2 separate regions of the Drosophila melanogaster genome follow, and region 1 is linked to region 2. Evidence: chromatin contacts called from public Hi-C data. All regions are on one chromosome and are shown on one strand. The core of a region is the stretch at or near the end of the contact, and the rest is flanking DNA. Distances in the headings are between cores, read along the strand shown. Region 1 holds the start of shep (alan shepard). Region 2 overlaps shep (alan shepard).

Evidence for each region. A called contact is a pair of places that touch in the nucleus more often than the background predicts.
Region 1: a contact with region 2 is called in a Hi-C map of the Kc167 cell line, with 2.3 times the contacts expected there. A contact is called at or near these places in 39 of 107 Hi-C or Micro-C datasets (the Clone 8 cell line, the D17-c3 cell line, the Kc167 cell line and 20 more) and 4 of 7 datasets of targeted methods (the Kc167 cell line and the S2 cell line).

What each region holds. Positions count from the first base shown.
Region 1 is chr3L:5,274,167-5,280,039 of dm6, reverse strand. shep (alan shepard) reads left to right here and starts at 2,096. Exons shown (of 12, transcript NM_001259707.1): 1 at 2,096-2,426; 2 at 3,677-3,885. The coding sequence starts at 3,718.
Region 2 is chr3L:5,183,863-5,190,476 of dm6, reverse strand. The region is part of intron 4 of shep (alan shepard); the gene reads left to right. Among named protein-coding and RNA genes, the nearest start is that of Srp54k, 34 kb to the right of the region's middle.

The DNA.
Region 1 (5,873 bases), core at 847-3,346, 90 kb before region 2:
GAAAGGCAGGCAGGCAGTGTAGGAAAAAATGGGTTTTGGAGTGGGCAACAAAAGGAAAATGGTGCCAAACTTAATGAAAATACCAACGCGTCGTCATTTTGGCCGCAGAGAGGCTGTTGCCACGCCCCCTCCCCCCCTCCACCGATCCGCTGGCAACTTTCCACCCCCCAAGCCCATCCATCTTGCATGCCATTTTCCCGTTCTACCAATATGTTATTTTTCATGCGTTTTAGACGAAAGTGTTTCAGCCCACTGTGCGTGAGATACTGTCTTCTTTTTTTTTACTATCTGCCCCATCTTTCGATTTATTGGCGTTTTTTGATTTCTTGGCCCATTTTTCAGATACAGTAGTTTCTCTATTGTTGTCTAGAAAGATTTCATTTAAAGGTTGTAGTTAATTATTGCAGGGACAAACAATAATATAATAAAGTACAATTTTTTTTCAAAATTTTGGATGTCCAAATTATTAGGTATACATATTTATTTAACTTTCTTTACCAGTTTTCACTGTTTTAAAATTCGTTGATTTCTTGCTTCATTTTTGTTGTATATTGTTTTTCTGCCGCTGCTGCTTTGGAAAATTTGCATATCTCGATAGTGTCAGTAAATTTGCATATTTAAGATAAATTTAAATTCCTTGCATGTTTTGTTGTATTAACATTTTTTTTTTGTTCCATCCAATTTCATTTCGAGTATTGTCCTTTCTGTCTGCTCCTGATGCTGCTTCTTGTTTGTTGGTCCTGGCCCATTCTTCAAATTTTGTCGTTGCTATTGCAAATTTATTGTTTGTAGGCTTATGGGGCGGTGGGAGTGGCAGTACAGGCTGTCTTCATATATGTATTTATACTTGGAGATGTTACAGTCGCGAGTCAAGTAATTAGATATAAAAGCTTAATTGTAAAAAAAAGTTGTTATCTATTGAAATGTATCAAGCTGGATAAAAATAAAATATATATATATATTTAAAATCAAAGTCGCCGTAAAAGTTTAAATGTTTATATTTTTTCGCCCGCTGCTGTCTGAGTGGTTGGGTTTTATGTGGGCAGTGGGCGTGGCAGTGCTTTACAATGCGTGGGAGTCGCTCTCATTTCGATTTTTTCAGTTTTAACCCCCTATCTGCTTATTTTTCGTTGTCGTCATCATGCATCATTTGTTTAGTCCCTTAGTCCTTTGTTATGTGCCAAAAGCTATGGGGCGGTGGGTGGTGGTTGGTGAAAAGCGGGCGGAAGGACGTGTGGTGTGTGTCGCCCTTTTATGCGACGCACTTGTTGAGAATATTAATTTTATTTAAATATTTCAAAATAACACACTAGATGCTGTTGCTGGCTTTACAGTTTTTGGTGCACACGTTTTTATTTTATTTTTTTTTTTATTTTGCGCCATTTGCGTAATGAACTGATATAATGGGATTGGGAAAACTGACAACCATGTGTATCAAATTTGAAAAAGGAAAGTTATATAAACTTAGCACTGAAAATAGGCTTTTAAAATGGTGATTTTAATTGGTTAAATCGGATCTTTATTTTTGATTAGTGACGAAATGTAATGACGAAAACTTTGTATGCAATGCATATTTTCGAATATTTACAATGTTATTTCGATTTTTTAATTAATAATCTTGAATTTTATTCCAGAAAATAAAAAAAATATAATGCATGAAATTAATAAAATTGTTATAAATAATACAGTAGAAACCCGAAAGAGTTTCGTTAAACAGCAAAGCGCAAGCTAATAAGAGGCAATAAGAAGAGAAATTTTCTAAGAGAGTACAATTTGAAGAGAAGAAATATATACAGTAGCGGAAAAAGGAGTATGTACACAGAATATATTTGCTACACGGCCACATATCCAACCCGAAGTTAAAGTTCTTGTGCTATTTTATTAAGACCTTTATTATTATGCTACTCGCCGCTGAAAATTCTTTTTTACACAATGTTTAAACTACATAGAGTAAAAGAAAATATTTAATATTATGAGTCGCACCTAGACTATTTTCCGCTACTGTAGATTGCTGTAAATTAAGCGAGAGAGCGAAGAGAGCATTGCCGGCAGAAAAGGAAGAAGAAGAAGCTCATACCATTGCCGATTGCTGTCGCGTTGCGCTTTCTTCGTTTTTTTCGGCTGCGCAAACTTATATTTTGTCGTTGTAATATTTTGCATAAATATATAAATTAAAACGCGTGACGGAACAACAAACAAATAACGAAGACAGCAAAATAAAAGGGCGAAAAATCGAAACGAAAACGAGTCGAATTACTTTCAAGTGCAAATAGTGTGCGTGGGCGTGAGATTGTGTGTGTGTGTTGTGTTTGTGCGACTGTGAGTGCGTGTGTTTGTGTGCAAAAAAAAAACAGAACGTGCAACAAGAAGCAAGAAGAAGAGCCATCAGCAGCTGACAAACCAGCAATAAAACGAAATTTCAATAAGTAAGCAACATTTAGGCAAAGCTAAAATCCAAAAGCAAATCGAACAAGAGGAAAAACTACCTTTGGAAGCCCCGCAAAGCAGACGTAACAATGGCAAAAGCAACAAATTTGCGGCTCTCAGCTAATTGAAAGCGAATGTTGTTGTTTTAGAGCAATGCACTCGATAAAAAATACATAAAGCAATGGCATAAAAATACAAAAATAAGAACGGCACAGCACAGCAGACGAAAAACAATAATACAACTGGGAAAAACGAAAAAGTCAAATGAGAGAAAGAGAGAGAGAGCAATAATTATTTAAATCTTATCGCAGTGCAAATTTATTTTTCACCTTTTGCTTTGCTCACTTGTTGTTTGCCGGTGCTCTTTCCACCCGCTCTTTGTTCTCTCTCTCTCTACTCTCTTTCTCTTGTGCACTGCGCTCTCCTTCTCTATTTTGCTGTCATTGTCCTTAAATAAGCAATAACAAAAAATAGCAACAACAACAAGTGCAATTGATAAAAAGCAATAGCGTAAAAACAATTGAATAATTTCCTCCGCATATCAATAAATTATTGTGTGTTCCTGTGTGTTTGTGGCTGTCTGGCGGCATATAAATAAATTTGCAAACCAAAAAAAATTGGCTGGCCTGTGCTGTGTGCTATTTTTAATGCCAAAATGCAAATGTTGCAACTGCCGCGCGGGAAAGAGACAGAAACAGTGCTAAAATAACTCGCTGAATGCTCCGTTGCAAGTAAAAAAAACAATTTAAGACGGGTGGTGCTAATAATAATCAACAAAGTTGCTAGTGAAATATTAATAACAAATTATAAGCACGGCAAAATAAGCTGAATATGGCACAGAATGCTAAAAAGAAGCAATAAAAATAGAGAGTGGGAGAGAGAAAGAAGAGTGCAGAGAACAGTGTTGCCGTGCGGCAGTCAGAGCAAACGGGTTGGGCTGTAAAAAAGTGGTAGAAAAATAGACGAAAAGTTTAATTAGCAGAAAAAATACTGACCTCATTTTATACATTAAAATATATAATCTTTGTTTTATTATTTAATAATAATAATGATTTAATTAATTACAAACAAACTGTCATAATTAATTTAGGTTGAGCAGTTGATCTGTATAAAAAATGGGGTCTAGTTAAGACTGTATCTCCAATTAATGCAAATGTTTATATCTGCAACGTCTTAAGATTATAGAATATTTACAATTATGACTCATTCTTTCTAATCTGCATTATCTCATTTACTCCCCTTTTCGCAGTCACAAGTCAATTTAAGAGTGCTATTAAGAAACTAGAAAAAATGCACCCACGATACAGCCCAGCCCCGCCCCCTCAGCAACAGCAACAGATGGGCGGACCGCCACACCAGCAGCAGGGCGGCGGGGGAGGTGGAGGCGTTAGCATGAGGGGGCCATCGAATGCCCAGCAATTGCCGCCGCAGATTCCGAGATCCCAGAACTATTCAAACGTAAGTCAAATACATATTGCATCTTTATAATACAGACAATATTAGAATATCTATTATTTAACTGAAGTGTACAGTTTTACGAAAATGATTTAAGTCTTAAAACGTAGAAAGTCACCATTACCCCTTCGAAACTCGAAAGCAATTCGAAATAGCCTGTTAAAAAAAAAGTGTTGGGCAAACATTTAAGCAATCAGAGATCAACAAAGGCATCAATCAATCAATAGCTTCGTGCATCAATCAAGCAATCAAACGGCTCACTCGGTCGCACTCTCGCCAGTCAGTCATTCAGTCAGTCACACAGTCACTCACTCAATCGCTCATTCAAATCGGACTCAGGCTGATGATTTTTGATTCTGATGCTTCTTTCCACATAGAAGGCGCCATTTTTGCCTTGCGGCCGATAGGGGGCGCCACTGCAATCGACATGTGTCATACGCAGCGTCCTTTAAATCCGGGAAATGCGGGACGAAAATGGGTGAAAAATCACGGGGGAAAAACTGTGGGAATCGAGAAACCAGAGGGAACCGAGTACGCATTTGAGTGGAAAATTGCTCTCGCTGATGCGGCTGCCACGGCCTGGCAATGATATGGATTTCTTCTAACCATTTTCCCCATCAATTTCCTGACAGTTGCAGTGCAGGCAGTCTAATCTCTCGATGAGAGAATCGGGCCAATAGTGCCACATTATCCTTATACCTGAAAAATCATTACTGGCCAGCAAAGAAAGGAGCATTTTAGCTGGATTTCCTTTTTGCTAATTTCAATGGTATTACACGTTTTAAGGGGGTGTAATGTTTTGTGCATTGTGTAATTTCCATCATAATTTATGCATTTGCTTTCTAAGCATCAGCAACGCACAAAAAAAAAATGAAAAAAATGGAAAAAAAAATGTAAAGCATGAAATGGAAATCGCACAAAGGCAACATTTGTAAGTAGTACCCTTCGTCCTTCCTCAACTGACGAAATCCGGTTTACCTGCGTGTTATACGAATGCACAGCAAACGATATGGTAAAATTTGTTAAGGGATCTTTATATACGATCTTATCTATCAATAAAAAGTTAAAATAAAAAACAAATCTAATTAATAAACCATAATATCTACGATATAGTATATTTACTACACCGGTTTTTCCAATTTCTCTTGGTGTATATGTTGTATATATGTTTGCCATATAATAAACTATTCAAAGCTTCTGCGGCATAATACTAAGAGATGGGGGCGGTGTGTGGTACGAATCTGGGGCTGATGTTGCTCGTTTGCTGCGTTTTTAGGTAGCCCAATCCAATCCCCTCACCAGACTCCTTGCAATCCCTCCAGGTGTGCTCGCTTTGTAGGCAACATCTATTTGGCATCCTCTAATGGCCAACAGGCGTTGCTTTGGCTTTTTTTCACGGGAACGTTCTTTCATTTAAACAGCTTTCAACTTACGGCAGCAACAACAACACGCTGGCGGACCACATGAAAATAAAAATTCTGGGAAAAAGAAAAACTTGTTGTTGAGGGTGGTGAAAATACGGCAAAAATTGTAAACATTCGCGCTTAGTCAGCGCCTCAGTCGACGTCAGTTATTGTGGCTGGAATGAAAATTATATTTCGCATTTTGTGTCCTACACAGGAAAATGAAGAAAGGAAAGTAAATAAATAAAAGAGAAAACGGGCAAGTTGCTGAAGTTTATGGAGTTAAGAGAAGATATATATATATATATATATATTTAAAATTACTTTGGACCGCACTTTGTGATGAAAATGGGCGCGTTTTTATGGCTAAAAATTGTATATGTCAAGTTTGGAGAGAGTTTTGGATATTAAATTTTCAAAAAGTTTGAGTGGCCAAACAAAATCATTTCTTTATGACTTTTACTGTAGCTAAAACTGCAAGTGCAAGAGGATGTCAGAATCTAGGAAAACTCCGTTATCGCACTTTCCAGCTTTAGGATTTTTCTTTTTATAATTCTGATTGAAATTCCCATTTTGTTCATTATTTAC
Region 2 (6,614 bases), core at 1,192-3,691:
GAGAAACAATGACCTCGTAAACGTGGTGAATTTAGTCAAAAGTCGGAGCAAAGTGCACTTAAAGGTCTAAAAATAATATTATTTTAGACAGCTGTTTTTATACGTGTTTCTCAAATTCATTGATTTCTAGAAAAGACTAAGCACTGCTTTCTTGTTCGTTATTCTAACCTTGCAGTGCAAATCCTCTGCCATCGCTGCATAACTAAACTAATTTCCATCTCCTGCATATCCTTGAAATTGCTGGCCACACCAAGCAGCTTAAATCCTCGGATTTCCTCACATTTCAGTGGCTTTTAGCCCCCTTTTTGTGGGGGGTTTACCCCACTGCAGCGGATGCACTTAATGCAATTCCGCTTATTTCTTAGCAATTCAGGTATTTTATTCACATTTTGCACTTGAACATCACTGACACACACACACACTTACCCACGCACCAGCCCCCTCTGACATTTGTGGGCGTGGTACCAAGGAGATTCTAAGAGGGATTATGAAATGGAATTTGTGGATGGATGGCTTGCTTTAAAACTGAGGAGTACGCCAATGTTCTCATTTCAGCTATGCCGAATTTTCTGCTTTGCATATTTTGCCGTGACTTGCCAAGAGTTTCTTTCCATTTTTTTGCGCTGGAAAATGTTCGCCTAGAGTCGGGATAATGAGATTATGATGGATACATTCCTGCTCGGCTCCGTCTTAAGGTGGCTTAGTGCTTTTGTGAGAGATGTGAGGGGTTGGTGTAGAAGGGCAGGGGCTTTTGTGAAAAGCCAGCTGGAAAAGCCCTTCGGATTGCCTGCTTAATGGCCAAGTATTACCGCAGGATTGTCCTGGCAAATTCAAAGTTCACAAAGTCAGCTGAACTGAAGTCAAGGCTAAAATCAACTTTATTTCATGATTCCGCCAACCCCTTTTTCGTATTTTATCTTCTCATTGTCAACGCCTACAATTTGCTCCGTAATTTCCCATTAATGGCGGTAAATCTGTTTACCCTCGGCATGTTTATCTAAAGTTCGCTCTTATCACATATTTCCTAAAAATAAACCGAACACAAACAGAAATCCATAATCGATAAGAGACGCCCACCAAAAACTTACCTGTTGCTCATACATATTTACTTAGTAACTTGAAATTAACCGATTTTCCTTGGCACAAAAGAAAATGTTTATTTTTTGACGATTGGTAATAACAATGACGTCTTTTAATCAAAAGTGACTAAGTTTTTGAGGCGTGAAAAATCTCTCCCTTTTTGAAATAGGACCCCCGGTTGAAAAACATTTTCCAAAACCCATACGAATTGATTCAAAAATAAATTGATCAAAAAATTGTTCGAAATTCAGAATTTGCTTATTTGGAAAACGAGCCAATTGTATTAACGACCTTTAATGTATAATAAATTATAAATTATGTGGAATTTCCGGCACATGTTTTACTTACAATATCAAAGAATATTTGATTCATATTTGTTCCATCTGCCCCACAGTGAATGTAGAGAATCCCCAATTGATGGGGAAAAAGAAGAGTGTGTGCTGATAAATATGGCTTCGCAAATACGAGCTTGGTCATTAACGTTAAAGCTTTTATCGTGCACTTCCACCAGCCTACACACAGTCTCTCTTTTCCCATCCTTGATGCCCCATTCCGAACTCCAATTTTTTTTCGCACATGTTTACTTATTTATTTCGATACACATTTCTATTTATTTCCTGCTGCGATTATTTTTGCGCTGCTGCTGCGACGTTGACAACAACAATTGCCAGCGATTGATAGGCGACATGCAATAAAAATGTTTGCCCAACACAGCGGAGGTCACGTTAATAGTGCTAGCCACTAAAACTAAATTAAAAAAGTAAAAATATTTTCTCAAGCTAGGATAAATACTAATCGCTTTGAGATCAGTTCCACTGAAAACATTATCTGCTGTCATAATGTTCCCCTATGCATATCAAAAGAACCCAATATATGCTAAGATATCGGTAATAGTTCATATACATATTTCACCATATGTTTATGTGATATACCCATATATCACTAATTCCATTATTCGTGGTGCGGGTATTTATCTTGAAACATACTCAAAGAGGCATTTGCATTGGCGATCCTTTTTAATCAACATATTGTTTTCACATGCCAAAAGGCGACTAATTTAGCTATATTATGGCCAGTAATTGTAACTTGTTTATAGTTGTTACATACATACATATGTATTTATATGAATGTACCATTATTTTTACCACCGCTATTTGCGTGTTTTAGTGCGTGTTGTGTTTTCTGTGGAACGAGGGGTGGTGATTTGAGTGGGTGTGGACTGTTTGGGGCTTAGTGTTTAGTCCGTTTTGGATGGTCAATCGTCAATCGGTCAGTCAGCGACAAAAGTGCCGCAAAGTGGTGGCTCGTTGATGCTGCTGACGTCTCTGCCGTGGCCAACGTCGATGCCAGCGCAGATGTCTACGTCGATGGCGAGAAGATAGTGAAAGAGGAAAGGGAGTCAGTAAGAGAGAGCCCAAAAGTAGTTGGACTGATAAGAAAAACGAACGTGCATGATGAATAAACCATAAATGCGAGGAGGAAACAATAAGAATGGTTGGGAAAAAGGCCAAATAATGAGCATTTAATTTCTTGACGACCTGCAAACGAATGTTAATGAAAATGGAATGAAACGAGCCAGAAGAAGTAAATGCACCCTATAGAAATACACTGAGAAGAATAGATTCATTGGCTAAAAGAGTATAAATAAATTAACAATTGCTTAGAAATCACACAACTAACGTTTTGTTCTGAAAATGTATACGCACATATAATAATTTTGCTTGAACCATTAATTTATTACAGTGTATAATCAAACATGATGCGATAAAATAAGAGAATAGCAATGTCAATGTAAATGGCAAGGGGAATCGGTGATGGGAAGCGGAGAATGGGAGGTAAAGGATGGCAGTAAAAGTTGGACCCATGGAAAACTAGAAACGCACGAGAGCAACAGTCCAATAACAACAAAAAAAGGCAGAAAAAATATAACTTGGAGTCCAACTCGCATAACAGTTGAACAAACAGTAAATGCTATTAGAACTAGAAGAAGAAGAAGAAGCAGCAGCACAGAAGATGCTGCCTGCGTCACTGGCTAGAGGGAGATAGATATAGAGGGAGGATGCTTCTGCCGGCGTCGCTGCTATTACTGTAATCGCGACGCCGTTGATAATGTATTTAATATTAACAATTGCGGTCATCACATTAGTACTCTAAACAAAGAGTATTACTGAAAATGTATTTGATATTAACAGCTGTAACTCGAATAATAATGGTTTTTCATAAGTTACATTCCTTGCATAATTCACGTTGATTGCCTCCTATGTTTGACACTCGTGTCATGTAATCTGATATTCTACTAATGTGCCCGCAGCTGTGCGTACCTATCCCATATGAGTGTATTTTTTTGCCGCATTCACACCCCGCTGCTTCTATGTACGTTGACGTTGACGTCGACTGCGAGACTTTGAGCAACCAGCATGAAAATGCAGGAGGGGCGGAAGAGTAGGAGGGGAGATGCCGCAAGCCGATAAAAAGGCAGGCAAAGTCGCAATTTTCCTCAACACACACACACACACGGATGAGTGTGTGGGTGCCTTTTCCATATGGGCGCATTTATACGCGTTCGTTTTCAATTGAAAATTCCCCACGGCTATCGCCCTCTCGCTCTATAATATTGTTTCTCTCTCTGTTTCGTTTGTTTTGCTATTATCACGGTTGTTCCCTCATCTTCCATGAATCCCTCAGCCTCTCATCCATTCTTCTTAACCCACATACACGATTTTCTTTTTTGCCAACGCATTTTGCTTTTTATCAGCTGATATTCGCACTCCCCCTTCTTAACGCGAATAAAATGTAAGCCATAAAATTGCTATTCTCCATTGAAATTGCTTTCTGTAACTCGTTTCTTTTGTCTCATTGTCGTCTTTTGCATATCTTTATCGAATACTTTTTGCCTGATTTGATGCTTTGTTAGACGTTCAGATCATAAATTTGAATGAAAAGAAGAAATATTACATTGATGATTCATGGATGGAGGTGAATTGGGTAATGCTTTATGAAATTTGGAAACTATTGTATTGAATTTAAAACCAAACTTAGAAATCTTTCATTAATTTTATTCATATGTAAATATGTAAGCATATGACATTTACAGCTTTCCTAGAACACAACAGATCCGGTCAAATGCAATTACCTCCATGGGAATTCCTCCCCTGTATTCTTTTCCAATTTATCAATTAAGTAATTGTCAATCAATCAGTAGAAGCATTCTCAAAAAGTCAAAGATTCATTTGCGGTGAGTTATGGGCAATTCCAGTATGAACGAACATCCCATCTATAAACAGGTTTTTGTCTAAAACTTCGTGAGTTCAAAACAATGTTAAATTTTTCATTATTATAAAAAGTGGGTTAGCCAAAAGTTTAAGGCGAACAAGGGGATTCCTTCAACTCGACACTCATTTTTACCATTTTTATTTGTCTTTTCGAACCACTCTAAAGTTGTAGCTCTATAATAAATTGTGGAAAATGAGTGATTCAAGGCAGACAGGTGGTCATGATAATAATTTTTTTTATGTTTTTCGTGGTGCGATGGTGCCAATTTAATAGTTTTTCACTCATCGCTCGTGTTTCCTCCACGGTCGATGATTTATTTTTACGAGCAAACAAACAAAATTCGGCCCAAAAGCCGCCAAAAAATGAGAGAGAGACAGAAATTGATGACCAGCTCATCAGCTGGTGACTTTTGAGTTGGGGGTGGTGAAAAATTCGGGTCCGGGCTAATAGAAGACAGTGGATGCCAGACAGCCGCAGTTCTGAATTTTTTTCTCACGGTGCCAAAAAGCAAAAGAAAACCACTTGTTAAAAACTACTTATATGCACAGTGAATGATCAGTAAAGTGGGCCATACATATGTACATATGTATGTATATATGGTTTTGTGTTGTTAAAGATGCATTTTATAAAGTTTGGATGTATTTTTTGTTACTTTCTTAATAAATGTTATGTAAAAAAAGGGATCAATGTAAATACCTTTATTAATTATAACCATTTCACTGTACCTAGGTTTTTTTGCAAACTTATTAAATGAGAAAAAATATGCTAAAATGGTGATCACCAAAATTGGCAAAACAAGTGAGAGAGCCAAACGCGCCCGTCGAATGATGAATGAAGTAATATATTTGCCACAAGCTTGATTTCTGCTCCACTGTGCGAATTTTTGTGTGTGTTTGTTCTGCTTCTTCTCGCGTTTTTTTGGGTGGTGGCGCTTTGCGACGCCGGCAGCGGCGTCGACGGAGGCAGAACTGACGTCAGTTCTTTCTCTCTCTCTCTCTCTCTCTAGCGTTTTGCACACACTCTCTTTTTGGTGAAAAATACACCCCCGCCGCAAACGAATTTTCTTTTTCCGGTGAACTAGGGGTGTGGGTGGAAAGAGAGAGTGAGAAAGAGTGTGGAGTTCCGCTTGCCGGCGCTTTTCTACAACTATTTTGTCATTGCGCCTCTCTGCGCTCTTCCCGCATTCCGCCTCGTTCATTCATTCATTAGCCGCGCTCTTTCTTACTCTCTGTGCGCATGCCTTGTGCGGCGCTGCTTCTGCCGGCGTCGCCGTCAGCGCTGCGTTGTTTGAATTCCGCTTTCAGCTCGCTTCTCAATTTTTGCCTCGGTTAGTTCGCAGTTCGCAGTTCCCAGAGTTTGTCCATTTCTCCAGTAAAAAAGAGGCACTACTCTCTCCTCCCACTTACTTCCTCCCGTCGTTTTGAGATCAGCTGCTCTCGCAACAACAACAACTATAACTGTAGTTACCGTCTCTTTTGCATCGTTCGTTTTTCGTTTGTGTCGCCAAGTGATTGTGTGTGTGCGTAAGCTTAAAGCTGACTAACAAAACGAAACAAGAAAAAATATAAATTATAGGAAAATTGTTAAATTATAACCAGAAAGAGAGCGGCACTTACGTGTGTTATTGTGTGCGTGTGCTTTAAAAAGATATAAAAATAGCAATAGAAAGTTATTAAAGCGTTGGCAAAAAAGTCCAACGAACAGCGAGAGGAAGCGGAGAACGAAATAGTTAAAGCCAAAGTCGCTGCCGACGTCGCACTTGAAAACGTCGCAAAAGTTTGTAAACACACCAGTGTGTGTTCGTGTGTGTTTTTGCCGGCGTGCCAGTGTGCGTGCGCCTAGAAAAGAGTAAAGAAGCAGAAGAAAAGGAAGAAGCCGAAGAAGCAGCAAAAGAAGCCGACAGCAAAAAGTAAATAAAATCAAATGCCCCCTGGCAGAATAATATTAAATTAGACACATACTCAAATTAATAACAAAAGAGAAGAAAGAAATATAAAGCGCCCCCACACACACTGTCGAAATTCAGCATAAGGTTCAATGTCTGTTTGTTTGTTCGAACATTTCAAAATTAAAATATAATTTTTCGTTTTTCTTTTCCATTTTTCTCTCTCTCTCTTTGTGGCGTGTATAATTAAATAAGCTTTTTGCGTGTGTGTCAAGATTTTTGTAGAATTTATTCGCCAACGATTAAAGGTTAGCCGCTTTTATACTATTATTTTTTGTTTGCTCAAAAATCCATAAAAAACCAAATGAAGTGACAA